Regions from separate parts of the Mus musculus genome. Here regions 1, 2, 3, 5, 6 and 7 are each linked to region 4. A link is a contact called in public Hi-C, HiChIP or PLAC-seq and promoter capture Hi-C data. All regions are on one chromosome and are shown on one strand. Each heading gives the region's core, a stretch centred on a gene start, on an enhancer-like site or on the middle of the called end of the contact. The rest is flanking DNA. Distances are from core to core; before and after follow the strand shown.

Evidence for each region. Promoter capture Hi-C pulls out the DNA fragments that hold promoters and counts their contacts. A called contact is a pair of places that touch in the nucleus more often than the background predicts. HiChIP or PLAC-seq counts read pairs in DNA pulled down with a chosen protein or histone mark.
Region 1: an H3K27ac HiChIP or PLAC-seq map of thymic regulatory T cells shows a contact between it and region 4, with 8 times the contacts expected there. The contact joins the promoter of Eif4g1 here to the promoter of Senp2 in region 4. A contact is called at or near these places in 2 of 39 promoter capture datasets (liver and pre-B cells) and 1 of 115 datasets of contacts at active chromatin or transcription factors (thymic regulatory T cells).
Region 2: a contact with region 4 is called in a promoter capture Hi-C map of liver, with 7 times the contacts expected there. The contact joins the promoter of Eif2b5 here to the promoter of Senp2 in region 4. A contact is called at or near these places in 2 of 39 promoter capture datasets (liver and pre-B cells).
Region 3: a promoter capture Hi-C map of liver shows a contact between it and region 4, with 2.0 times the contacts expected there. The contact joins the promoter of Abcf3 here to the promoter of Senp2 in region 4. A contact is called at or near these places in 4 of 39 promoter capture datasets (liver, neutrophils and pre-B cells) and 1 of 9 other capture datasets (adipose tissue).
Region 5: a contact with region 4 is called in a promoter capture Hi-C map of neutrophils, with 4 times the contacts expected there. The contact joins the promoter of Klhl24 here to the promoter of Senp2 in region 4. A contact is called at or near these places in 2 of 39 promoter capture datasets (liver and neutrophils).
Region 6: a promoter capture Hi-C map of pre-B cells shows a contact between it and region 4, with 4 times the contacts expected there. The contact joins the promoter of Abcc5 here to the promoter of Senp2 in region 4. A contact is called at or near these places in 3 of 39 promoter capture datasets (hippocampal neurons, liver and pre-B cells).
Region 7: a Hi-C map of B cells shows a contact between it and region 4, with 7 read pairs. The contact joins the promoter of Dvl3 here to the promoter of Senp2 in region 4. A contact is called at or near these places in 2 of 39 promoter capture datasets (liver and pre-B cells) and 1 of 484 Hi-C or Micro-C datasets (B cells).

The regions. Positions count from the first base shown.
Region 1 is chr16:20,670,917-20,674,379 of GRCm38.p6, reverse strand. It overlaps Eif4g1 (eukaryotic translation initiation factor 4, gamma 1), which reads right to left and starts at 1,653. Exons shown (of 33, transcript NM_145941.3): 1 at 1,504-1,653; 2 at 419-512; 3 at 66-152. The coding sequence starts at 478.
Region 2 is chr16:20,497,543-20,500,933 of GRCm38.p6, reverse strand. Eif2b5 (eukaryotic translation initiation factor 2B, subunit 5 epsilon) reads right to left here and starts at 2,117. Exons shown (of 16, transcript NM_172265.2): 1 at 1,838-2,117; 2 at 625-749. The coding sequence starts at 2,020.
Region 3 is chr16:20,546,989-20,550,205 of GRCm38.p6, reverse strand. It overlaps Abcf3 (ATP-binding cassette, sub-family F (GCN20), member 3), which reads right to left and starts at 1,603. Exons shown (of 21, transcript NM_013852.2): 1 at 1,461-1,603; 2 at 1,093-1,240; 3 at 892-971; 4 at 416-462; 5 at 105-202; 6 at 1-4. The coding sequence starts at 1,533. It also overlaps the pseudogene Gm15760.
Region 4 is chr16:22,008,107-22,011,483 of GRCm38.p6, reverse strand. It overlaps Senp2 (SUMO/sentrin specific peptidase 2), which reads right to left and starts at 2,000. Exons shown (of 17, transcript NM_029457.3): 1 at 1,742-2,000. The coding sequence starts at 1,842.
Region 5 is chr16:20,095,760-20,099,254 of GRCm38.p6, reverse strand. Klhl24 (kelch-like 24) reads right to left here and starts at 1,701. Exons shown (of 8, transcript NM_029436.3): 1 at 1,584-1,701.
Region 6 is chr16:20,424,349-20,427,885 of GRCm38.p6, reverse strand. Abcc5 (ATP-binding cassette, sub-family C (CFTR/MRP), member 5) reads left to right here and starts at 1,492. Exons shown (of 30, transcript NM_013790.2): 1 at 1,492-1,638.
Region 7 is chr16:20,515,354-20,518,730 of GRCm38.p6, reverse strand. Dvl3 (dishevelled segment polarity protein 3) reads right to left here and starts at 1,745. Exons shown (of 15, transcript NM_007889.3): 1 at 1,376-1,745. The coding sequence starts at 1,536. Gm16618 (predicted gene, 16618) reads left to right here and starts at 951. Exons shown (of 3, transcript NR_167658.1): 1 at 951-1,092.

The sequences.
Region 1 (3,463 bases), core at 404-2,903, 1.3 Mb after region 4:
AGCCCCAAACCAGCAGCTCATTTTCCCAGTTCCCACCCAAGCCTACTCAAGCCACAGTCCCTCACCTGGCGGGGCTGAGAAGGCGTGTTCATTTGTGTCGCTTGAGGCGTGCTAAACACCACCGGTGCAGTCTGCCCCGGGGGAAACGCTGGCTGAAGGGGAGAGACCAGAGTTCAGCAAGAGGGGAAGCCTGGGTGGGGCTTAAACCCAAGCTGGTGAAGTATGGGGAGCAGACCTGTAGTAACAGCCTCAGCAGTCCACATGTTCCCTCCCTGTGACAGCCCCAGGGACAGCCAGGGGCCCTATCTCAATTTGGCAGCAGGCAGCTGCACTTTGCCCTGACACAGATGGGGGTGGGAAAACTGGGAGCTGCGTGACCTCCACCCCGCCGGAGTCCTGATCATTTAGCCTTGATTACCTGTGGGAGTCCAGGGGACCTGGCGGGTGGGGGGCCTGTGGGCTGGGGAGCTTTGTTCATTTCATTTGGTGCCACATTAGGGTCCCCCCAGCACCTGTTGGAAAGAGCAGAGCTCGGAACGAGGAAAGGACCCAAGCTTATGGCAAACGGGCTGGGGGAAAGGTTGTATCAAGAGCTAGGGCCAACACGGATTAAGGGAGGTGCCAAGTGAATGCAGAAACAGAAAACATACAGCCTGAGGACCCCACCAGCACACTGCAACACCCTGACCCCACCCTTGCCTGCTCAAACAGCCCCCTCACTCACCCCCTCGGTTAAGAATAAGTCCACAGTGCGGCCTACAGGTTCTGGGCATCCGAAGGCCTGGGGTTGGGAGGTGAGGGGTATCAACCTGGCTCCACGGGGCCCAAGACCAACCAGACCGGAAATTCCAGGTCTTGCTGGCACCAGGCTCCCGGATCACAAATGAAGCCGGCTGCTCCGGCCGTGATATCCCCACCCCCCACCCGGGGACACCGGGTTCGAAGCCTGCCGCGGGGCACTCGCGCGGGGCCGGAGAGGCCTGAGGCCGCCCGGGAACACAAGCCAGGAAGGGCGCGAGTCCGGCCGCACCAGCAGGGCGGGCGGCGACCGCCGCGAAAGCCGGCTCGGGGCAGGCGAGGGTCGGCCGCCGGGCGGGGCTGGGGGCTCCTCCCTGCCCGCCGCCGCCGCCTCCCAGCTCTGCGCAACGCGGCCAGTGCCAAAGAACAACGTGTCACTTCCCGGCGGCCGCCCGGGCCCCGCAGGGGGAGGGGGTGGCGGGTTTGCGCCGCACAGCCTGCGCCGGGCCGCGGCCCAGGCCGGGCGGAGGTGACTGTCTCGCCGCCACCCCAGCGCCCTCCCCGCCCGGGCCCTGCTCCCCACCCCCACCCGGGCCCGGCCCGGCACACGTGGGCCGGGGATCGGCCTGGCGAGTAGGGCCTGGGCGCAGGCTCGGAGCCGGGGCGCCGGGGCGTCGGCGCAGGGTGGCGGGCCCCGGCCCGGATGGCGGCGGATGCGGGGGGAGGGGTGGGGGGCCGGGTCGGGCCCGGACATGGCGGCTTTACCTTCAGTCTCCTTCAGTCCGCGCGGCCGAGCCCCACGCAGCCGCACAGACGTAGTCCACAACCATTTCCGGCTCCCCGCACAGATCCCGCTCGGCGGCCACCGCTTCTCCGCAGGCGCAGCCAGCGCCCCACGTGACCGGCGCAGAGGGCGGAGCTGCGCTGGCGCCGGGGAAGCACATGGGATTTGCTCCGCCCCATCACGTGACACCCACTGCCCGCCCCCGTGTCCCCTCCCGAACTTTGGAACTCCCAGGCCGACCCCCTCTGAGGCTCTGGCGGTTCTTTAGTTCATTCATACTTTGCGCAAGCATTTATTGAGCGCGTGAGTGCTAAGTGAAGTGCCGGCCTGGAGCTCAGAGTGCGGAATCTAAAAAGCAGTCCTGCCCTAGTAAGTGTAGTGTGCAAATTATGCAGCCTCTGAAAATGCTATAGATTTGATCTTTGATAGACCTATTAACAAAGGAAATTCAATATTGCACCAAAGAAACTGCCGCAATCTAAAGAAGCAATTTTACTTTTGTTTTTTTAAAAAAATCAGTTGCTCCTAGGGAAACGCAAAAGTCAACATGAAAACTTTGGAATAATGGAAAAAGGAATCCCAAAGCTGTACGTGTGCTGACTGGCTAAGGCAGGGAATCAGTTACCATAAGCTTTAAAGTAGGGAAATGTCACCAGGCAGTGGCGAGCCACGCCTTTAATCTCAGCATTCCAGAAAGATAGGCAGGTAGATCTCTGAGTTCAAGGCCAGCCTGATCTACAAAGCAAGCTCCAGGACGGCCAGAGTTACAGAGAGACCACATCTTGAAGATTTCTGAGATGGTTCAATGGTTGGCGCACTGGTTGCTCTTTATTGCCTGCTCTTCAAGAGGATCTGGGTTTACTTCCCATAACCCATAAGGCAGTTCATGTCTGTGTGTAACTCTGATTCGTTAGAATTCTGCCCTCTTTTGCCCTCTAAAGGCACCACATATGCATGTAGTGCACAGACATATGAAAACAAAACATTCATACACGTAAATATTTAAATTTTAAAAATAGGAAAATTTGAACTGGGTGGTGGTAGTCCACACCTTTAATCCTAGTACTCCAGGGGCATAGGCAGGAGAATCTCTGTGAATTAAGGGCTAGACTAGTGTAGAGAGCTAATTCAGGACAGCTAGGGTTACACAGAGAAACCCTGTCTCGAAAAACAAAAAAAATAGCCAGGCTGTGGTGGTGCACGCCTTTAATCCCATCACTTGGGAGGTAGAGGCAGGTGGATTTCTGAGTTTGAGGCTAGCCTGGTCTACAGAGTGAGTTCCAGGAGAGCCAGGGCTACAGAAAAACCCTGTCTGGAAAAACCAAAAAAAAAAAAAAAGAGTTGTACTCTATTGAACTGAGCATTTGAGCATTTAGTTAGGTAGCAGAGCCTTTCCCACTGGCCTTTCTCCCTCTCACATGCTACCTCCTAGCATGCATTATATCACAGAATTGGTGACCTAAGTGAGGGGGGCAATAATGTAAACTTCATCACTGTGCTACCAAGAAAGCAAGGCTACAGGGTGGGCAAATGCGGGCACAAGGATCCTCTAGATGGCCTGAGTCCTCAGTGGTCATGTGCTTTCCCAGCATTTGGGAGACCTTGGGTTCAATATGCAGTAACAGAAAACAACCAGTCCAAAAAAAAAAAAAAAATCACCATAATCAGTAGCTGGAGAGACAGCTCAGGTAAAAATTGAGCATGTGCCAGGTAGTGGTGGCACATGCCTTTAATCCCAGCACTTGGGAGACAGAGGCAGGCGGATTTCTGAGTTCTGCAGAGTGAGTTCCAGGACAGCCAGGGCTACACAGAGAAACCCTGTCTCGAAAAACCAAAAAAAAAAAAAAAAAAAAAAAAAAATTCAAGCATGTGATGGTACACATCTTTAGTTCCAGCACTTGGGAAGCAGAGGCAGACTCTTAAGAGTTCAAAGAAAGCCTG
Region 2 (3,391 bases), core at 868-3,367, 1.5 Mb after region 4:
ACAAGCATCTCTTAAGAACTTACTGTGGGCTTGAAACTAAGGTGGGCGGAGGACACAGAGGGGAGGAGCTTGTTCCAAATACAGACAGTATTTGGAAATTTGGTGGAAAAATAAAGATGCCCTTCCAATAACATACACTCTGGAGCCATCAAACAAAAAGCAAAACTCACAGGAACAAACTTTGAAAGACTCAGAAATTATCAAAAGATGGCCTAGTTGGCTATCACTGGAAAGAGAGGCCCATTGGACTTGCAAACTTTATATGCCCCAGTACAGGGGAACGCCAGGGCCAAAAAGTGGGAGTGGGTGGGTAGGGAAGTGGGGGGCAGGGTATGGAGGACTTTTGGGATAGCATTGGAAATGTAATTGAGGAAAATACGTAATAAAAAATATATATTAAAAAAAGAAAGAAAGACTCAAAATCACAGGCAAGCCTTTAATTTTGGTCCCTGGGACCTCAAGGCAAAGGAAGCTGCAGCAGTTTACCTCGGGACACGTGACGAGAACACTAAACCTCACAGGAGCTCAGAACAGATTCAGTGTTCTCCTCCTCACATCAACTCTATCCTGGAAGAACTGAAAAAAGACGGAGAATCCTGGAAAGGAAAAATTATGAAGCCTTACTGTAAGTGTTCTTTGATCTGAGCAGCTTTCCAGCAGCAAAAGACAAATGTTTCCTGTACACCCGTGGCAGTCAGGAACTCCAGAGTATAGTCAATTAGCGCAACGTTGGCCAGGGGCAAGAGGACCTATAGGGCAGGAAAGAAAAAGTCTGAGATCTTCAAGTCAGGATTATACTTTGGTATACTTTGGTTTGCAGACACTATAATCGACTTTATCCTTTTATTCTAAAGCAAACAGGCTCTAAGGGTCAGTCTAAGGCTCTGGAATTTGAGCCTAGTAGGCATGGTATCAGACACAAACATGTTCTAGGAGCCCAGTGCTGGCATTAAGGACAAATGTTGGCCCTAAGTCATAGCTCTAGAACTCTAAGCACTAAGGTCTTCTTCATAGAATTTCCTTCTATTGTTCTATTGCCACTAAGAGTCACAGAAATCATTCAAACACTTGTCAAAAATGAACAGTCGTTAGCCTTAGGAATTCTTTTTTTTTTTTTTTTTTTTTTGTGGTTTTTTGAGACAGGGTTTCTCTGTATAGTCCTGGCTGTCCTGGACCTCACTTTGTAGACCAGGCTGGCCTCGAACTCAGAAATCCGCCTGCCTCTGCCTCCCGAGTGCTGGGATTAAAGGCGTGCGCCACCACGCCCGGCTATTAGGAATTCTTAAGTCAAAGGCAAATCCCTATTTGAATGAACTATGGATTGCTGAGCGACCCAGTAGTCTGCAAGCGCAATGCCTATTTCCTATGTCTAGGTAATTCCTAGACTGATGGCAACCCACTGGGGTCCCCTTTCAGCAGATGGGAGGAAAACAGCCTGCTGAGAGCTAGCCTTTTTTCCTTTAGGAATATATTACCATTGCCTTTATCTAAAGCAATTTCTTTAAATTGCCCATGTCCTGCAAGGTTAAAGACAGTGGAGGCCCCTCTTGTGCTACTAAATCCCCCGGGGAAGCCTTCTTTCAAGCATTGATTCTACACACAGCCCTCTCCATCCTTCCCAAGGCTGGGTGTATAGCCCTGCGAGAATCCATGTGTGCTAGTTACTCATCTGATCGGACAGCCTCCGAGGTTTCAGTCGGTCTCTCCACCTTTTCCTAACCAGATAAGCTCAACTTGAGGGTAACTTCCAGAGCACGCTTCACTAACCAGCTGCAGTGGCAACCTGCGGCCCCGCTACCCTCGAGGCCGGCAGACTGCTCGCGAGCCGGGTGCTCACCCGAGGCTGGTCCTTGGAGATGGGGAAGAAGCGGCGGTTGAAGCTATCGGCCACTAGAACTGCCTGGAGGGGCGGCGGCGGCTCCTCCTCCGCACCTTGGGTTCCCCCGCCGCCCGAGCCGCCGCCGCCGCGTTTGCTCGCTCGGCCGGCCGCAGCGCCAGGCACCGCCGCAGTGGCTGCCATCTTGCTTCGCAGCCAGCACGTCCGCCGGGAAGTCACACGGCACGCAGTAGGGGACAAAAAGGACTCACAGTCAAAACGCGAAGGTGTAGTTGCAGGGAGAGAAAGAGGAAGGAATGCGCATGTGTGTACCAGCAGACCCCACCCACCCCGTGCAAGACCAGGGCGTGGCTGACCGCAGTAGGTGCTACTGGGAGGTGTATGCACCCCAGAGGGGTGAGATCCCACCGTTGTCTACTTAGTCAGTGAGTGCTGTTGGATTGGACAAGCTAAGAAGGCAGCGAGCTGGATAGGCTTGTGATCGCTGGGCAGGAGCCTACAGCTCCTCTGCCCAGAGTAGGATAAAATTTGTAGTTCTCAGGGATTGGAGAGATCACTCAACAGTTAAGAGCACTTACTGCTCTTGCAGAGGATCCACGTTCTGCGCCTGGCGCTCACGTGGTAGCAAGCAACTATTCACAATTGCAATTCCAGGGTGTCCGACACACTTTCGACCGGGCACTGGATGCCTGTGGAAAACACTCATCCACATAAATCTAAATATAAAATGAAGCTCCCCACTTGCAGTCTAGTAATCTAAGGGGATCTGGCATCTTTGGGAGGGAAACCACGATCTGCACAAATACTGGACATGGAGGCAGGCTGTAGATTTTTACTGAACACACACCTATTATGGGTGCTCCCTCCCCCCTTGCCAGAAATACGACCTAGAGCGACAGGCATTTCTTAAACCCTCAAATCGGAACCAAGGGAGCACGCCCAACTAGTGAGTGGAAAAACTGCTGCTGGAGCTCATCTGACTCCCATGGTTCTGAAAGAGTAGTAAACTCAGTGCTCCAAGGTATGCTAATCATAAAACAGATAGCGACATTCCTCCACCCACCGGCTTCCTGGGTTCAAAGAGTGTTAATTCAAAGAAAGTCACCCTGACCCACTCTGACCATTGCTGGAACCTGCAATGCAAATGTGCTATCGTTAGGGGCTCTTAGAAACTGTCTTGAGAGTTAACAATTACCAGGTATTCCTTGTGACACCTGTGACTCTGTACTTCCTTGTGACTCTTAACTGGTATTTTTGGTATTTTCCAACAACGCCCTTCCCACCTCCTTGAGTTGTGGTTCCTTCCTTTAAATACCCCCTTATCCAGCTACTCGGGGCGCCACAGTCCTCTACCCCTGCGTGGTGTATGACCGTGGGCCCGAGAGCGCTCTTGAATAAAAATCCTCTTGCAATTTGCAGCAAGACCGTTTCTCGTTGGTGATTTTGGGGTGTCGCCTCTCCTGAGTCAGAACGTGGGGGAGTCCTCACGTTGTGGGTCTTTCAGTTCCACAAGCGTTATCCCAGATGAGGCTGGATCTAAGAGCAGGAGTAAAC
Region 3 (3,217 bases), core at 354-2,853, 1.5 Mb after region 4:
GACTCTTTTTAAAAGAGAAACAGACAGCTTTTAGGGCTCCCGAAAGTCCTTCAATACCAGAATCTGCCCTGCTTCCTGCTTAGAGCCCTTCTTCCCAAACTCACAGAGGGTTGCTGGTCTTCAGTGTTTCCTTCTCTGAACGCTTCTCCTGCTTTGCCTTCAGTCGAGCTTCAGCCTTCTCTAGTTTCTTCGCATTTACTGTCTGAGTGAATTCCAAACACAACCAGTTCATACTAGGGTACAGGTTCAAAAAGGAACTCCAGAGATTACTGCAAACAAACCCTTAAACTTACCCATGACGCTACATAAGCAAACACGCAGGGAAAGACACACCAGAAATCTCGCCCAAAGATACACCCACTATTCAGTAGACGGTCAACTCTCACACCCACCACAGCCCCTTCCCACTTCTCACCGAGGACTGTTCCCTCTTTAGCAGTCCTGGAAGTTTGGTGTCACAGTCTGTAAGTGATAAGAAAAGCAGTCACCTTCTCCATGAGAGAAGGGAAATGAAGACTTTGAATGACTAACAAGAACCAAGGATAGTTTTAAAGATAGCATTATAACACTGAAATGGACAGTTATTAGCCTTGAAGTAAAGGGCAAAACGATCTCACACTTAAGAAGAGCCCAATGTACTCTTTTAAGACCACGCTGTTGGTTAAGGTACGAAACTGGCAAAACCAGCTTCAAGGTCTGTATGCCTCCTACTACAGACAATAGCTTGGAGAGCCCTCCAGGCCCCGTTCTCCATCACAAGCTTTTATGGTCACAAAAATACCGCTAGCTCCTACAAGCCTTGTTGTTGAGATGGAGAGACCTGAGCTGCAGCGAGGTGGTGGCTGGGGGTGGAGGCAGAAGGCAGCTAGTTCAATCTCCCCTCACTCTCACCATAGTTTTCCATTATCTTCGACAACTGGATGGGGGCGTCCAGTAGCACCTGGCTGTTTCCCTGGTTCTGCGGTTCAGCCCTATGTAGGTAGAGAGAAAGCACTCACTTGGGAGAAAAGATTTACAGCCTTCAGACCTTCCCCCTCGTTTGTTCTCCATTCTCCTCTCTTTGCCCATCAACTTCATTCCCTTGGCACCTACAGGCGTAGAGTGTTGTACATGCGCTGACAGACAGCCCTAATGCCAGCGTCATCCTTGCTGTCCCCGGACACTTCTTGCAATAGTTCCCCGACAGCTTCCACCAGGTCATCCACAGACTCGAAATCCGCGCTGCCACTGTGCAAGACACCTGAGCCGGGTACCGCAGAACAAGACAGACAACGGGTAGGGCGGATATAGGAGCAGTTTCAGTGTCTGTACAGCTCACTCGGGGCACCAGACCCCACTGGCCCTCAAGATAAGAGGTCACGCAGAGAGACCAGATAGCGGTCTGCTGCACTGTCCGCCCTCAGTCTTTCCCCACAACCTCCACTTCGGCCTCCCCAGGCAGTTAATTCAGTTTCGCTCACCGGTCACGTAGTCGAAGACCTGCCCGTCAATTTCAGGGAACTCGCTTCGCAGGATATCAGCGCAAGTCGCCATGTTCACTCGGGATCCAATCTGCGCAGTCGTGGTGAGACTTGGGCCTAGGACCGCCTCCCTGCCCTTCCTCCCCACCCCGAAATCGCACCCCTCATCCCAAGGAGCATGCGCAGGGTTGACGTAAGAAAGCAGAGTCTGCGTGAGTCCAGGGGGCGGGTCTAGTAGAACGGGACGCAAGCGCCGCGGAGTCCAGCAGGCGTGGCAGCTTCCGCGCCTGCGCGGTTCCAGTTTCCCGTCTACGTCTACCACCTGTGCGGGTTTTCGCTGCCTTCTGGAAAGTGGAGGTTGTATCGAGGGGCGTGGCAGGATCGCCCGAGGCTTATCGTAGTGGGGAGCACGGGAGGTGTTGCGAGGGGAGAAATGCCTAGACACGGGCTAACGTGGGAGGGGGTCGCTTTACAGCTTGGATACCTTCCCCGCAGGCGCATGCTGCTGCTCGCCCACCTTTGGCGTTTTGCTGACTCACGCCAACTCTCGGTCCAGAGTGGATCAGTTTCAATTAGTCCTGCTAGTTGAATCAGCTGGGTGAGGAGCACACTTCTGCTTGCCTCTTTGCTCTGTCCTCAGTTCCTTCACACTTCATAGGTGTTCAACTGGGTCATTGAGAATGAAGTTCTGCCACCCCAAGGCACATCACCCACTGCCAGAAAACCTGAACAAGCCCTTTTATAAGTTCATTGTTTATCCTGGGTCTACAGACAAAGCAGATCTCAAGTGTCTGTAAAAGATACACCTCACACACACACTCAATTTGCAAAATTAGACAACTTTATTCCAATGCGCTCAAATTACACCCGTTTATATTTCCGAGACAATCTCTCTAGAGAGCCTAAGCTAACTTAAGAACTGAACCTCCTGCCTGTCGCCAAAGTGCTGGAATTAAAGGCATGTGACAACACTCGACTGCCCATTCATCCAGCTTAAGCATTATTGCAATGGGGAGCTGCCAGTCTTGGTGTTAAAGTTTAAAAAAGCTATCAGCATGCCTGAGGTTATAGATTAGTTGGTAAAATGCTTGTCTACCCTGAGGCTTTGTGTTTGATCCCCGGTACCTCATAAAACTGGGTGCGGTGCATGCCAATAACTCCAACATTCAGGAGGCAGGGATAGAATGATCAAGAATTCAAGGTTGCTGGACTTAGATGGAACCAGCCTTTAATCCCGGCACTCAGGAGGCAGAAAAAGGCAGATCTCTGAGTTCAAGGCCACCCTGATCTACAGAATTCCAGGACAACTAGGGTTAAAGAGAAAAACCTAAGGAGAAAAAAAAAAAAAAATCAAGGTCACCCCACTGCTACAAAATGAGTTCCAGGCCATTCTGGGGCCATTTGAAACCTTGTTTCAATTCTCTGGTCTCAGTAAGCTACTGAGTACTCAATTCTCTGGTCTCAGTAAGCTACTGAGTACACCCATATGTGTATAATACATTTAGGAGACTAGGGCAGGCAATTTGGGAGTTCGAGGCCATTCTGGACTGTACTAACTTCCGCATAAACAAAACAGCAATTGAACCTCTAGATCTAATAACCAGTTTACAGTAAATTCAGGCCAGGGGCTGGAGAAAGGACTCTGAGAAGTGCTTGTTCTGTTCTCAGCATTAAGACCTGAGTTTGATCCCTTGTACCCAAGTAAAGTCAGATGTATCTGTAAGTCACTGTGGTCTATTTTCTGTATAAAATGTACT
Region 4 (3,377 bases), core at 751-3,250:
AGGAGAAGATGGATGTATATAGGCCATACGTGCATTTCTATAAATAAACTTACTCAGCTCTGGAGGTGTGACTCAGTTGTAGGGCATGTGTTTAGCATATAAAAGACCGTGGTCTCTTTACCTAACACCAAAACAAAAGCTCCGTACCACACAACCTTCCTTCTCTTGTGCCCCATGTAGTCGTAAAATGAGATGCAAGGTGCAAAGCAGAGTCCTATTTCTAGACCGTAGGAAAGACTCAACACTCCCTACTACATTATGATGTATAATCTGGCCAAATTAAACCAACACATCATTTGGTTTTGGGACACTGGCCCTAAAGACAGACTTTTTTTTTTTTTTTAATTTCAAGCAACAATATAAGCAGCCTTAAGAGATAAGGTAGTAGTTGGGAGTTGGCAATGGTGTTGCTTAAATGTCTCCCGACCCCTATACCCTGGGCTGGGGATTGAAGACAGGACAGGCACGACAGACAAGCACACCGCCCCTAAGGCACAGCTCTAGTTCCTAGAAAAAAGTATCTTTTAAGACACCAGCCCCCGAGCCGGGCATGGTGGCACACACCTTTAATCCCAGCACTCGGGAGGCAGAGGCAGGCCGATTTCTGAGTTCGAGGCCAGCCTGGTCTACAGAGTGAGTTCCAGGACAGCCAGGGCTGCACAGAGAAACCCTGTCTCAAAAAACAAAAGAACAAAACAAAACAAAATAACCCACGAGCCCCCGAATGTAGTAAAGAACAGAAAGCAGCTAGAAGTCAAGGCTGGCCAGGACACATCCACACTCAGGTTTGGGTCGGCATACTGCTGACTCCGAGGGACTATGAATGAAAATGTGAGGCGATCACCAGTCCCTGTTCGATAAATATGCAGTTTCATTGTGCACCAGATCCAGTTGGGGGAGAATAAACTATTCTTACATAAGCATCAGTTTGAGAACTTTATAACATCTTAACCGATTCTTATCTGAACCCCATGGAACTGTAGAAGCCATGGGACTACATGCTACAGTTTAGCGAACAACCAGTTTCACCAATGACCTACATTCCTGGAGTCATCTATGAATCATTTTGATCTACTTCCCCTAATCCAATCTTTTGTCCACTTCTCTTGACCTGGAAACAAAAATAATCACCATCATCATAATAATAAGTGAAGTAGACATAGCAGAGGAAGGAAAGGGAGGGAGAATGTAAGAGTGGGAGACAGGGGGGAGTATAGAAGTTGTAGAATATTTTGTTTTCTAGATAAACCCTTAAAAGGGAAGACACTGTAAAGTAAATAAAGGAGTAGATGCTAAGTACTAATATTTGTCATTTCCTTCTAATTTTAACCGAATCTTACAAGAGTGCGGTACGTAAATACTTTCTGCCTCTTACAAGGATGTTAAAGAACAGGACCATTCCCTTCCCCTGCAGCCCAACACACACACCCCGACAGTTGCTGTCGAACAAGACAACTGCTGTTCCTCGGTGCGAAGACAACAGCACTCGCAGTCAAACGACTACGGGCAAACTCCTAACCTAGTGACTCGCTCCTGCGCTGTCCGCCCGCGACGACACCGGGCGACAGGAGCCGTATCCGGCGAGCAGCACATCGCCGGCCTCCCGTTCCCCTTCCGCTCGCAGCTAGAGGGACGGACTCTCCCCAGGCCTCCGCGGTCCCGTAGTCGCCGGTTCCCACAGGCCCGCGGCGCCCAACGCCAGCGCGGGGGAGGGGACCCGACCGGCGCGCGGCCACCTTACCTGCTGGAGCGCCGCCTCTTGAGTAGGGCGCGGGCCCCGGGCGCGGGCCGCTCACACAAGCGAAGAATGGTGCCGAGAACCTTAGCCAGCCATCTGTACATTCCAGGCCTGAGCAGCAGCGGCGGCCGACACACCCCGAGACGCGAACCCCAGAGCTGTCGCCGCCGCCGCCGCCGCCGCCGCCGCCGTCGCCGCTGCCGCTGCCGCTGCCGCTGCCGCCTTCGCCGCTTCAGCCGTAGCCAGGATCAGGCGCGGACTTGTGACGCCATCAGAGGGCCCACAGATTTAACGTTCCCCGGGCTAGGGGAGGACTCTCTAGAAGCCGTTGACGTCACCTTCTTCCGCCCAACGGGAAAGCGGCCTCCGGAGTCTGAGCATGCGCAGTCTGGGCCTGCTCCTTGTAAGCCTAGCAACAGGAAGCGGGACGGGGAGAGCGGGCTCTTGCGCGGGTCTGACTGGCAGACCGAAGGGCGGGGCTTTCTCTTTGGCAGAGCCAGTCAGGAGTCGATCTCGGGACAAGGCCCACAGACCCAAACCACGTGTATCGATGCTGGGCCGGGAGAGCTACCCAAGCAACCCGACAGTGGAGGGTTCTGTAAAAGAATGCGCAGGGTGGAAAATAGGTCAGGTTAGTTAATGAGTATGTAAGGGTTTGCGCTTTATTTTGTATATACATTGGTCTAATACTTTACCCGGATTGCCGTCATGTTTACAGCAACCGGACACAGTGGGGAATTTTAGGAATGTCATAAAAACCAAAGGTATATAGCAATTAAACCATGTGCCTAAGAAAATGGAGCTAACCACTAGCATTTGAGCCAGTCTAACTATTAGGGCTCATTCCGCACGCATACGTGCAAGTTTACTGGGAGAGACATTTTCATAGATACTTATAAATTAGAATACAAGGTCACCTGCTTATGTGATAAATGATTGTAATGCGCAATGGAACTAGAGAAAGTTAAACCAGATGCTGGGGAGTGAGTAGGGCAGACGGACACGACTTCTTAGGAAAAGCTTCCGAGAAACAGGGACTGAATGATTCCTGTGGCCTTTTCTAATCAGCTTGTCTCTTCCCCTCAGCTGTCAGGTAGCAATCAATTCTCATTATCCTCTCTGGGAATGTATACACTTTTCTTTTCTTCTCTTCTCTTCTCTTCTCTTCTCTTCTCTTCTCTTCTCTTCTCTTCTTTCTTTCTTCCTTTTTGTTGTTTTGTTGTTGTTGTTGTTGTTGTTTTTTGAGACAGAGTTTCTCTGTATAGCCCTGACTGTCCTGGAACTCACTTTGTAGACCAGGCTGGCCTCGAACTCAGAAATCTGCCTGCCTCTGCCTCCCGAGTGCTGGGATTAAAGGAAAACCATTAGAAATAAATGTCTAAATAATATCTCCTATGGACTTAAGCATAATGTCTGGGAGTGCAGTCCCTTGAAGTATTAAAAACAGTCTCAAAGCCGGGCGGTGGTGGCACATGACTTTAATCCCAGCACTTGGGAGGCAGAGGCAGGCAGATTTCTGAGTTCAAGGGCCAGCCTGGTCTACAGACTGAGTTCCAGGACAGTCAGGGCTACACAGAGAAACCCTGTCTCAAAAAACAAAAACCCAAAAAACAAAAACAAAAACAGTCACTGCTGGGCA
Region 5 (3,495 bases), core at 452-2,951, 1.9 Mb after region 4:
ATACGAGTGACTATGTGTCCTGATCAGACAACTTCTTATTCTAACAGGCATCAGTACTTGGATTTTTAATATTAAGAGGGGCTGGAAGGATGGTTTAGCAGTGCTCTTGCAGAGGACCCAGGTTTGGTTTCCAGCACTCACAAGGCAGCTGACAACTTGAACCATCTAGAACTCCAGTTCCAGGAGATCTGACGCCCTCTTCTGGCCTTCGTTGGCACCGAACACAGGTGGGTGGGTACATGCTGGTCAAACACCCACACAGAATAAATCTTTAAAAAGTATATTAAGGCTGCTTTATTAAGTATATTATACCTGCTTTACTGAAGAAACTCAACTTTTCTGAGATAAAATGACAAAACCTAGCTGCACCATAAGTTTAAGAGATTTGGAAAACCACCTTTAATATCCTCCGTCTGGAAATGACTGGGCTTTCGGTTATCTTAATGTACAGTTTTCCAAACACACCTTCAACTCACTTATCAGAAACTTCTCAATTACCTGGGAGATTAATACACGAAATTGTGTGCCCCAAAAAGGGAAAACTAAGAAAGCTCATTCAAAAATCCAAAACCAAAAAACTTTTAGGTGAATAACCTCAAAATATCTTTTTTTTTAAAGGTAAAAGCCACCGTTTATATTTTTAGTGGCAAGGGATACATATTAAATCCTAATAAAGAAAAACAAAACACCAAACCATTATCAACCATCAACCATCTGGTGGTTGTGCCAGGTGTCAGCTGAGAACACTAACAGAAAAAAAAATTGACATGATTAAAATCCGCTAGAGCTGATATTGAAGCTTCTCAAATGTGGCCTTGTGGGTCATCCTTTACTACCTAAGGCTGGACAGAGCAGGCAAGGGCAACTTCGCAGAGCTGCGCGCTGTCCTACGCCAGGAGCTACGGGTTAGCCCCCACCCCCTGGCCTCTGCAGGGCACGCCCCCTTCCTACCCACCGCCCCGCTGCTCCCCTCCCTCGGCGCCCGCGTCCTCCAGGTCACCTTCAGGCGAGGGCGGGACTGCCTGGCACGGGCCACCCACCTACCACCCCCTGCCAATAAAAATTCGGAACTCGCCGGCCCGGCCCGCCTGCAGCGCCCAATCCCGGCCGCCCGAACGATCTTCGCCTCGGGTGCCCAGGGCTTGGGGGCGGGAACATTGGGAACTAAATTAAGAAGCAGAGGGCCCTGAGAAGGAAGCGGGCAGCCGGGTGGGGGCTCCCCCGGGACGGCCCGAGGCCGCGCTCCCGGTAAACAAAGGCTTCGCGGGGGCGGGTAACGGTCAGGTGACCACGCCCCGCATGTTTCGCAACTGTGCTGCTGGCTGCTATGGCCCCAGCACCCCGATCCTTATCCGTGCTAGGCGACAGCACTCACGGTCACCCCACGGAAACTCCAGGTCCGAGGCCGAAACACTCCGGCCGCTTCCACCCTAAGTGTATTGCTGCCGCGGGGCTCGTCCCTGCCCTGTCCCCACGCCCGAGGCCGCATCGGGCTTCTGGCAGCCAGGGACCTCGCCTCCCTCCCGCCGGTGCCGGGGATCAGCGCCGCGGTCGCATGCCGCTTGGAGCGGCCACCCTGGTACCTCTCGGCGCAGGCTGGAAGCGGCACGAGCGGCGACCCCCGTCCCTGCTGCGCCGGCGTCTCCTCGAGCCACCGCCAGTCTCTGCCACTGCTCACAACAAAGGAAACATGTGACCGTCGAGCCAAAACACTTAGCGTCACCCACCCTTGGCCAATGGGGGGGAGGCATCCGCCTTCCCGGAGCATTCTGGGAGACGTAGTTTTTACTGCCGGTGGGCTCTCAGGCCATCTGGGTTCCGCTAGAGGGCGGAAACCCAACCCCGGGCTGCTAATTCCAAACATTTATTTAAGGTAGAATAAGATTAAAGGAATGCATCTTGATCAAGACAGAAGTGGTATGTTGATTGTTTTCAAAGAGCCCTTTACATCCCAAAGCCAAAGCACAAGACCAGGACTTAGCCAACCTTAGAGCTTGGAATAAGGCTTGTTTTAATTACCATGTTCTAACACACTTGGGAAATCAGAGGGCCTGAGAGGTGGAGTGTACTAGAAGCCTGGTCATAATTGCAGAGGACGCTTTCTTTGTAAATCTGTCAAGGTCGCTATCAGAGCCTCAGTTACTTTTTAAATTTAATTTAATTTTTGTCTTAATCAGATGCAGGAGTTGAACAAAAATTGTAACAAACCTTTATTTTCCGAGGCACATGGAATCTTCTTCAAGATGTTTTGTTTCTAGGAGATTCCTTTTCAAGGATGGCCGTCCTCTGCTCTTGAAAATGTTTGGATAGTTCTGGCTTCTGACAAAAGTTACGTACTTCTTCCTTCTGCACTTCATTAAGACAGCCTTGCCTCCGTTAAAATTAGATGTGTTGCCACAAGGTAGAGAGAGAGGAGCAGAGTTGACAGGCAGGCCATTTGATAAGCTTTTAGGTCTCCTTTTCATGTTCTATTAACTTAAAAAAAGCCTACTGAGTACTTCCTGGGGCGCGGGGGTGGGGGGTGGAGTGGGGGGGACCTTTCTTTGACTTTTCTAAGATTTATGGCTAGGCCTGCAGTAAAACTGCTTGCCACTCTGGCTTGACCAGTTGGTGCTATCAGCTTAGAGAGTCCTTTCTTTGGTTTTCTCTTGTCAAAGCAAGAAGATTTATTTTCATATTCTCTCCTTCCTTCCCTCGTCCTTTTCCCCTCCTCCCCTCTTTTCCTCCTCCTTCCTTCTCTTCCCCTCTCTTCTCCACAAATTGATTTAAACAAGATACATAACTTGAAGGAAAACTATCTAGAATTCTTTTTAAATTGTCTATTATTATTATTATTATTATTATTATTATTATTATTAATTCTTTGTGTGTGTCTGTATTGGCTATCTGAGTGCTGGTAAAGATCAGAGTCATTGGGTCCCCCTGGAGCTGCAGGTGCTGGGAGCTGAAATCCAGATAGAGCAATAAGTGCTCTTAGCCATTAAGTCATTTCTTCAGCTCTATTTATTTAAAAATTTAAAATTTAAATATGTTTTGTCTGCGTCTGTGTACCATGTGCCTGCATGCAATGCCCATGGAGGCCAGAAGAAGGCACCAGATTCCCCAGCACTGGAGTTGGTTTCAGAGAGTGTGAGCTACCATGTAGGGATGCTGGAATTCTAGGCTTCATCCTCTCTCATAAAGCAGTCAGTGTTTTTAACAATGGGGTCATTGCTCCAGATCCTTTATTTAGGTTGCAAAACAGCGTCTTAATGTTTCTGAGGCTGACCTCTAATTCATTAGTGATAGAATTTTTATTTTATTTTATTTTATTTTATTTTTTATTTTTTGGAGGGAGATTTGAGAGAGAGAGAGAGAGGGAGAGAGAGAGAGAGAGAGATATGTTTGAACTTATTCGTTTTTCAGGCAAGCATTTTATTAATGCTTCAGCAAGCAGTACAGTAGGGCCCAAAGTGAGAAACTTAGTTTCACTCAAAGTAAAAAGCAAGGTGTCTA
Region 6 (3,537 bases), core at 243-2,742, 1.6 Mb after region 4:
CATGGGTAACTGATATCCTGGTTGGCAAGTTAAGGCATGGATGTTAGGCAATGCAAGTTGATCCCCCAACCAATGGGAACAGGATACGTGTACAACAAAGACCTGCTCCAGAGGAAGTCCTTATCCCTAAATCCTGATTGGTGGAAGAACTTGACACAGATGTTTGTGGATTTCAGACTTAAAAAGCTCTGTAGATTCTGGCTCGAGGTTGCAGTCAGCTCCTGAGTCTGGTCTTTGACCCTGATCAGTCAGTCCCAGGACATACGCTCCATAAACTATCCCTGTCTGCCTGAGATCAGTGTTTGGTGGTTTGTCTGGCGACTCCTTGACCCCAACAATATATATCTTAATTTTAAAATAGTGAAACATAATCAGCTTTTTGTTATTATGACAATATGACAAATACCGGAGAAAACATGAACTTAAAGGAGAAAATACTTATTTTGGCTCAGGTTTTTATCCATGGTGAACTGGTTTTGTTAGTGTGTGCTCGGCACAAGGCTGAACATCATGACAGGAAGGGGTAACACACATCTCTCAAAGGTATACTTCCAGGGACCAACTTCCTTTAACAAGCCTCCAAGTCCTCATATTCTACTAGCTTCTAATAGTGACATGGAACAATCAGTCAATATTAAACCGTTCATTAACTCAGAGTCTTCATGATCCAACTTCCTGAAAGCCCAGCTCTGAACACTGCCTATCTTCCTGAGCTTTCTGTGTGTCAAATATACATCCTGTCAATAAGTCCAGCTTTATGACATTAGTGTTCACAGTAGCTAACTAGGTAGTTGTATGATGGACAATCCAGTTTACTTTCTTTTTAAATCCCTTAAATGGGTAACCATAAACAAGCCCCGGGTAGTTTAAAGGTTGGGAGGCATGCAATAGAGTAGTCTTTATATTATGATACTAAAATAGATAAAATAGAAAAAATAAAACGACTAATGCCTCGGGAGCTTTACATTTATTTATAAAAATAGATTGATTAGTTAGTATATCATTTTGACATCCCTTGTCACTTTGGAAATTGCGATTCTGGCATTTCACTACTTAGAAGTCAAGAAGCTGAGATAGATGGGTAAGAGAAAAGATCCAAAGGTACCATTCATGCAGAACGTGGAGGACTCATGCACCCATTAAGTGACACCACAGCTAAGAGTTGGGGCTGGACAGAAGCAGGCTATGATGACCTTCACGATGTTTTCTGGCACGTGGAACCGCCGCATAGATTTGGAAGTTCCTGACTTTGAACCTCTGGCTGTCAGAGAATACAGCGCCACCGGCTACCCCGACCCGCCTGCCCAGCCCCCGTGACTAAGGCAGAGAAGGTTCCAGACTGGGCATCAGAAACCGGGGAAGGATGGGGCAGCACGAGATGCGCGCGGGTACTGTGAGCAGCCTGCACCCCATCCCGGGCACCAGCGGTGCTTCTGGGAAACGTAGTCTTTTGCGGTGTGCGGCGCTGGGGGCTGCCGGATGAGGGACTACGATTCCCTTCGGTCTTGCGCAAGCTTTGTGCATCGCGCTTGCGCGTTGTGGGGGACTATGCCGCTATAAAGGCTTGTTTTGCTCAGGGTCCGATGTTCGCGAGCGTGCCCGGGCTGTTTGCTCTCGTGTGGGGAGGCTGGGGTGCAGGTAGGTGACGGTTCACGCCTTTTTCATGCAGTGTCGGAGGCTGTCACGGGCTCACTTCTTTGGGCTCTCCAAGGCGGGGTGGGCGGTGGGAAGCCTCGGACGGGAGAAACGGGGCCTGTCTCGTTCCGATCTCGCGCGGTCCCCGGCTTGTTGGCGACCTCGCGGGCTGTGCGGAGGTCTAGATGTTAGAAGGCAGGAGGGGAGGTTTGATGGGTGGTCACGGCCGGCTCCACTCTCCGCGCGGCCACCAGGGGGAGCTGCGTTCGCTGTGGGTGGGTCGTGGAGCCTGTGCTCGCAGGCCCGGGGCTGGCATGGGAACGCCCTAGGGCCGGGTGGCGGAGCTGTCCAGAGAGAAGCCCCAACCTCCCTCCGGGACTGGAGGCTGTCAGCCACTTACTACGTAAGTCATTATCTATGTTTTGTTTTGTTTTTTGTTTGTTTGTTTTGCTACTGGTATGTGGAGGTACGTGGCATCAGCACACACAGCGAAGCCGAGGTAGAGATGGGAGCCTAGATCTTCTGTCACCAGTGTCCTTTTCGGTGCTGACACGCAAAGGAGCTAGTGGCTTTGTGTTTATAACACCTGGATTTGGTGTTTTCGTACAGATGTGGGAGTCTCGATGCAGGTGGGCACAGGAATGACCGGGGAAGTCTTGAGTTCCGAAGGGAGAAATGGATGGGTTTTACTGGGGTCTCTGGAGTAAGTGACAGGTGAGGGAGCTTGGAGGCACAGGTGGGCCCTGGGGGAGAGGTGGGGGGGGCGTGATAAGTGGTTCAGCTTCCTTGTAGCTTCCAGTAGCTTCCAGTAGCTGCAGGGCCTGAAGGAGCTTCCTGAGGCGCCTAAAACCTGAGAGATGTTGCGATAACAGAACTTGGAAACACCAACCTGGTTAGTTACAGTTCTCCAGGCCTACACAATGCCCCTCCCCCCTGCAGAATCGTCACATCCACCCCTCTTCACTGGAAAGAGAATTTTAGAGCAAAACCAGGTGGCCCCCAACCCTGTCAGTTTTGAGTCGGGGTACTAATGTGAGAGTCCCCACTTTGTTTATTCTTCTTTCTCCCTTTATAGTGCTGGCTTAAACCAAAATATGCCAGGTTTTCCTAGTCCTGATACACACACCCTTTCCTTTGGATTTGGCAGGGCTGGGGACTGGAAAGAACCTCTGGCCTACATGCTTTTATCACTGAGCCTAAGTTAGCATTAGTTTTATAAAAAGACTTTACATTAGCTGCAAGGGAGTTGTCTAGAAAATGGGAAGTATGAATTGCTCTTTGGGCTGGAGAGGGTCCTGGTGTAGTAATCCTTTCTTAGTTGATTGCTTCATATCCATATTCACCTTAGCCCTACTCTACCGGCTTCTGTGTGTTCTTCTTGTCATATCCCAGACACACAGAAGATGGTGGTCTCCTTGTGTTCAGTGTGAAGAAACAGTAACTTTATGGCTACTCAGGTGTTTGCATACTTTAAGGTGCTGCACCTTTATTTATTTATTTATTGAAAGTGAAGCTATGACATTGGTGAAGATCATGGGGACAACGATTCCCCATACCCCATTCTTATAGAAACTCGCTTTGTCTGGAAGGTTAGGGAAGTTAGAATAGGCCACTGAAGTCCTATCTTATCTCACCATTAGGAAAACAGTTGTTTCTGTCAAAACTGTCTTTGCTACCACAGTCTGTGTGTACACTTTACCGGTTCCGCTTCATAATATATGATTGAACACACACAACTGAGAAAAAACATTGCCTCGTACAGTTCTTCGATAACTTTCCCTGTTGTTCTTGATGTGTTTGGTGTTGTGAATGGGGTCCCTTGGGCTCCTCCCTTTTAAGCTTCCCCAGCCCCCTCTTGCCTATTTTTAAAGTAGCGAGTAATCTTCCTCTTCCAGATGACAA
Region 7 (3,377 bases), core at 496-2,995, 1.5 Mb after region 4:
AGTTCTTCCAGATATATCATTTTCAGGGTCTTTCAACCAGGTTTGCCTATTCTAGACTAAAGCCAGACAATCATTATCACACAAGAGTCTCATCCCAGGGCAAGAACAGAATCAGTAATAGATCTATTCTCCACTCTCCAACACACACACACACAAACACTTCTAAGAATTCATCGAATGCTGAGTTCCAGGGGTAGAAAATGACAAATAAGTCCGGCAGGAGACAGAAGGTGCTTGCCTCCTGGGGCTGGGAGGGCAGGCCTTGGGAGAGAAGCCAGACTAATGTACACAGGGGGCGGGGGGTTGGGGGTGGTGGTGGGATATCTCCCCTCACCCAGCTCTGGGGCCTCAGCTGCAAGCACAGTGCAGGCCTCAGGCAAGTGCATCAGAGGGACCTTCAGGCCTTGAAGGGCCCAGGGAGGGGTAGGGTGTTTGTGTGTGTGTGTGTTCTCCATAGCCTCTAGGCCGACCGTCCAGTTAATGTAGGCAAGCCTCAGCCCCTTGGAGAGGGGTGTGTGTGTGTGTGTGTGTGTGTGTGTGTGTGTGTGTCTTCCCCCTCCACCCCCCTCTCAGGCCAGCTGCTACAAAACCCTCAGGCTCCAACATTCCAACCTCTCTTAAAGGGGCAGTCCCAGCTTCCAAACTGCCCATCAAAAGCCCTGCAGCAGGGTAGGGAGGGGAAGACAAGAGAGAACATCAATAGGCCCTTCCTAGTCTTCCCATCCAGGCTCTGAAGCCCTATGCAACATCTCTGCTGGGACTACCATCAGGAAAGAAAAGGCCCCAGCACCTGGCTAGTGAGAACTCCTCTGAGTCAGGCAACACCCCATCGGCCCAGGGGAGAGGGGAATCTGCTTGACAAACATCAGGTCCATCATCCAGCCTGGTAGAACAGCCCCCAACGCCTCCTTCTCCAGTTCAAAGTCCCACCAGCTACAGCCCTAGATACAGCACACTCCAAATAAGGCTCTGAGTTGCAGAGCTCAGAAGACCGGGAAGGCAGGCCGGGTGTCAATATACTCCAACTTTATGCTTAAATGGTGGCACCTGGAAGGACTGAGAATTCTGGCTTTGGACTGGAGTGGAAAGGATGTATGTCTCTGGGGGGGGCCGCTGGACCGTGGGGAGGTGAGGGGGCTTGAATGGTAGGAACCGATTGCTTAGGGAGGGACGTCTCGCTGGACCAGGGGGGCAAGGCCTCCAAGAGGTGACTGGGAGTCCCTCAAAGTCAAGTGTGTCCCAAGTCACCGAGTCGCTCCCTTGCTGGAAGCGGGGCTAGAAACCAGTGCAGTCAGGGGAGTCGGAACTGGCTGTGTTGGCCCCTAGCAGCGGAGCGACCCGGGCTCCCGGGAGGCGGGGCGGGGGCCATCCTCACCCAAAATCGTCGTCCATAGACTTGAAGAAGAACTTATAGCTGGGCCGCTGCAGAACGCCCTTAAAGTCCGCCAAGGTGACGCGCTCGGCGGGCAGGGGCAGCTTCACCAGGTACGGCGTCTCCTGGCCGTCCAGGTGGTAGATGATCTTGGTCTCGCCCATGGCTCCGGCCTCGGCCCCGCGGCGCGCGGCCTGCTTGGGCAGCGGGGCCGGGCCTCTCCGGCAGAGCTCGGCGCTCGGCGCGGCCCGCTGCTCAGCCCCACTCAGCCGCCGGCCGGGCCGCCAGCTCCCTTGTTCTCCGGCCGCTCCCGGGTCCCAGCGCCGCCCGCCACCGCTTCCGCTCCCCACTCCCGGCGCTCCGCTGGCGATCGCGACTCTTCCGGTGGCCTGGGCCCTCCCGGCTCTGGGCCGAGCCCAGTGCGGCCCCGCCCCGCCTCCGAGCCGCGCTGGCTGCTTGCGGCCGACTGCCCGCCCACCCACAGGGCGGCGCTGGGTCCCCTGTGCTCCGGGTTCAGGCAGCTGGACCTGGAAGTCTCAGCCCGGTGGGACTGGCGGAACCGTGTGCAGGGTCCCGGGCAGGAGGGGAGGGATGGAAGAGAAGTGTCACCGACTGCAGAAGAGAATGGATTTGAAGACCTAACTGGATCCCTGGATGCCGGGTGGCTTCAACTCGGATTTTTGGATTCTGCTGACAGCACAGTTGCTGCCACCGGACCGTACTGAGTTCCTTGAGGGCTGAGCAAGTTCAAGTTTTTATCCCTATAATCTCAGCGTCTCTATGAACAAGTAGTTTGAGAAATGGACTGAGTGGGTGTGGTAGCGCTTACCTTTAATTCCAGCACTCAGGAGAGAGAGGCAGGTGTCTTTCAGTGAGTTTAAGCCAGCCTGGCCTACAGAGAGCTTCAGGACAGCAGGACTATGGAGGGAACTCCTCTCTTAGAGAGAGGGAGAAATACAGAGAAGAAAAAGAAAGAAAGAAAGAAAGGAAAAGAAGAGGAAAAAAAGGACAAAAGAAAGAGAAAAGAAAAAATTTGAGTTAAGAAAGAATGCAAGCAGCCAGGTGTGGTGGAACATTACTTTAGTCCAAACACTGGATAGGTAGGCAAATCTCTGAGTTGGAGGCCAGCCAGTCTACAGAGCAAGTTCCAGAACAGCCAGGGCTAAACAGAGAAACCCTGTATGATTGGGACAGTAGATGTCAAAACTACCTATAGTCAGTTGGTGGTTCAGCTTCTCAGCTGTAACAATGTATGTCAGGTGTGGCTTTGAAACTCCTGACAATTCTCCTGCCTCAAGCTTCTGAGTTCTCTCTCTGATTACATGCCTGCATTTCAGTCACCTCTTCTGCCCAGAAACCTCTTCACATTACCCAATATGACTTTCATATACCCTCAACATGACACACAAGGCCCTTAATAATCTGACATCTATATACCTCTCTAGACTTTTTCTCATTACATCATAACCAATTTTTTTATTATAAGCAGAAAGCATTCAGTAGCAGTTACATGTTTTCAGTTTATATCCTTCATTTAATCTTTTTCTCCAAATAATGTCTGTGCATAAATAAAATGCATTAAAACTTTTCAAGGTTTGTTTTTACCCCCTGCACAGATTATAGGTATCTGAGATGACCAGGAGAGGGTGTCAGTCTCTTGGAATTAGAGTCACAGGAGCTGGAGAGAGAACTAAGTGGTTAAGACCTCTTCCAGAGGTCCTGAGTTCAATTCCCAGCAACCACATGGTGGCTAACAACCATCTGTAATGGGATCTAATGCCCTCTTCTGGTATGTCTGAAGACAGTGATGTCTGAAGACAGTGACAATATATATCTTAAAAAAAAAAGTTTCGGGAAGCTGTGATCCACCTGCTGAGATGCCAGACACTAAACTCTGTAGGAACAGCAAGCCCTCTTAACTGTTGAGCTGTTTCTCCCGCCCTAATATTAAAAACAGAGTCCAGGATGACCCTGAATTTTCTACTCTCCTGCCTGTACACTCCTG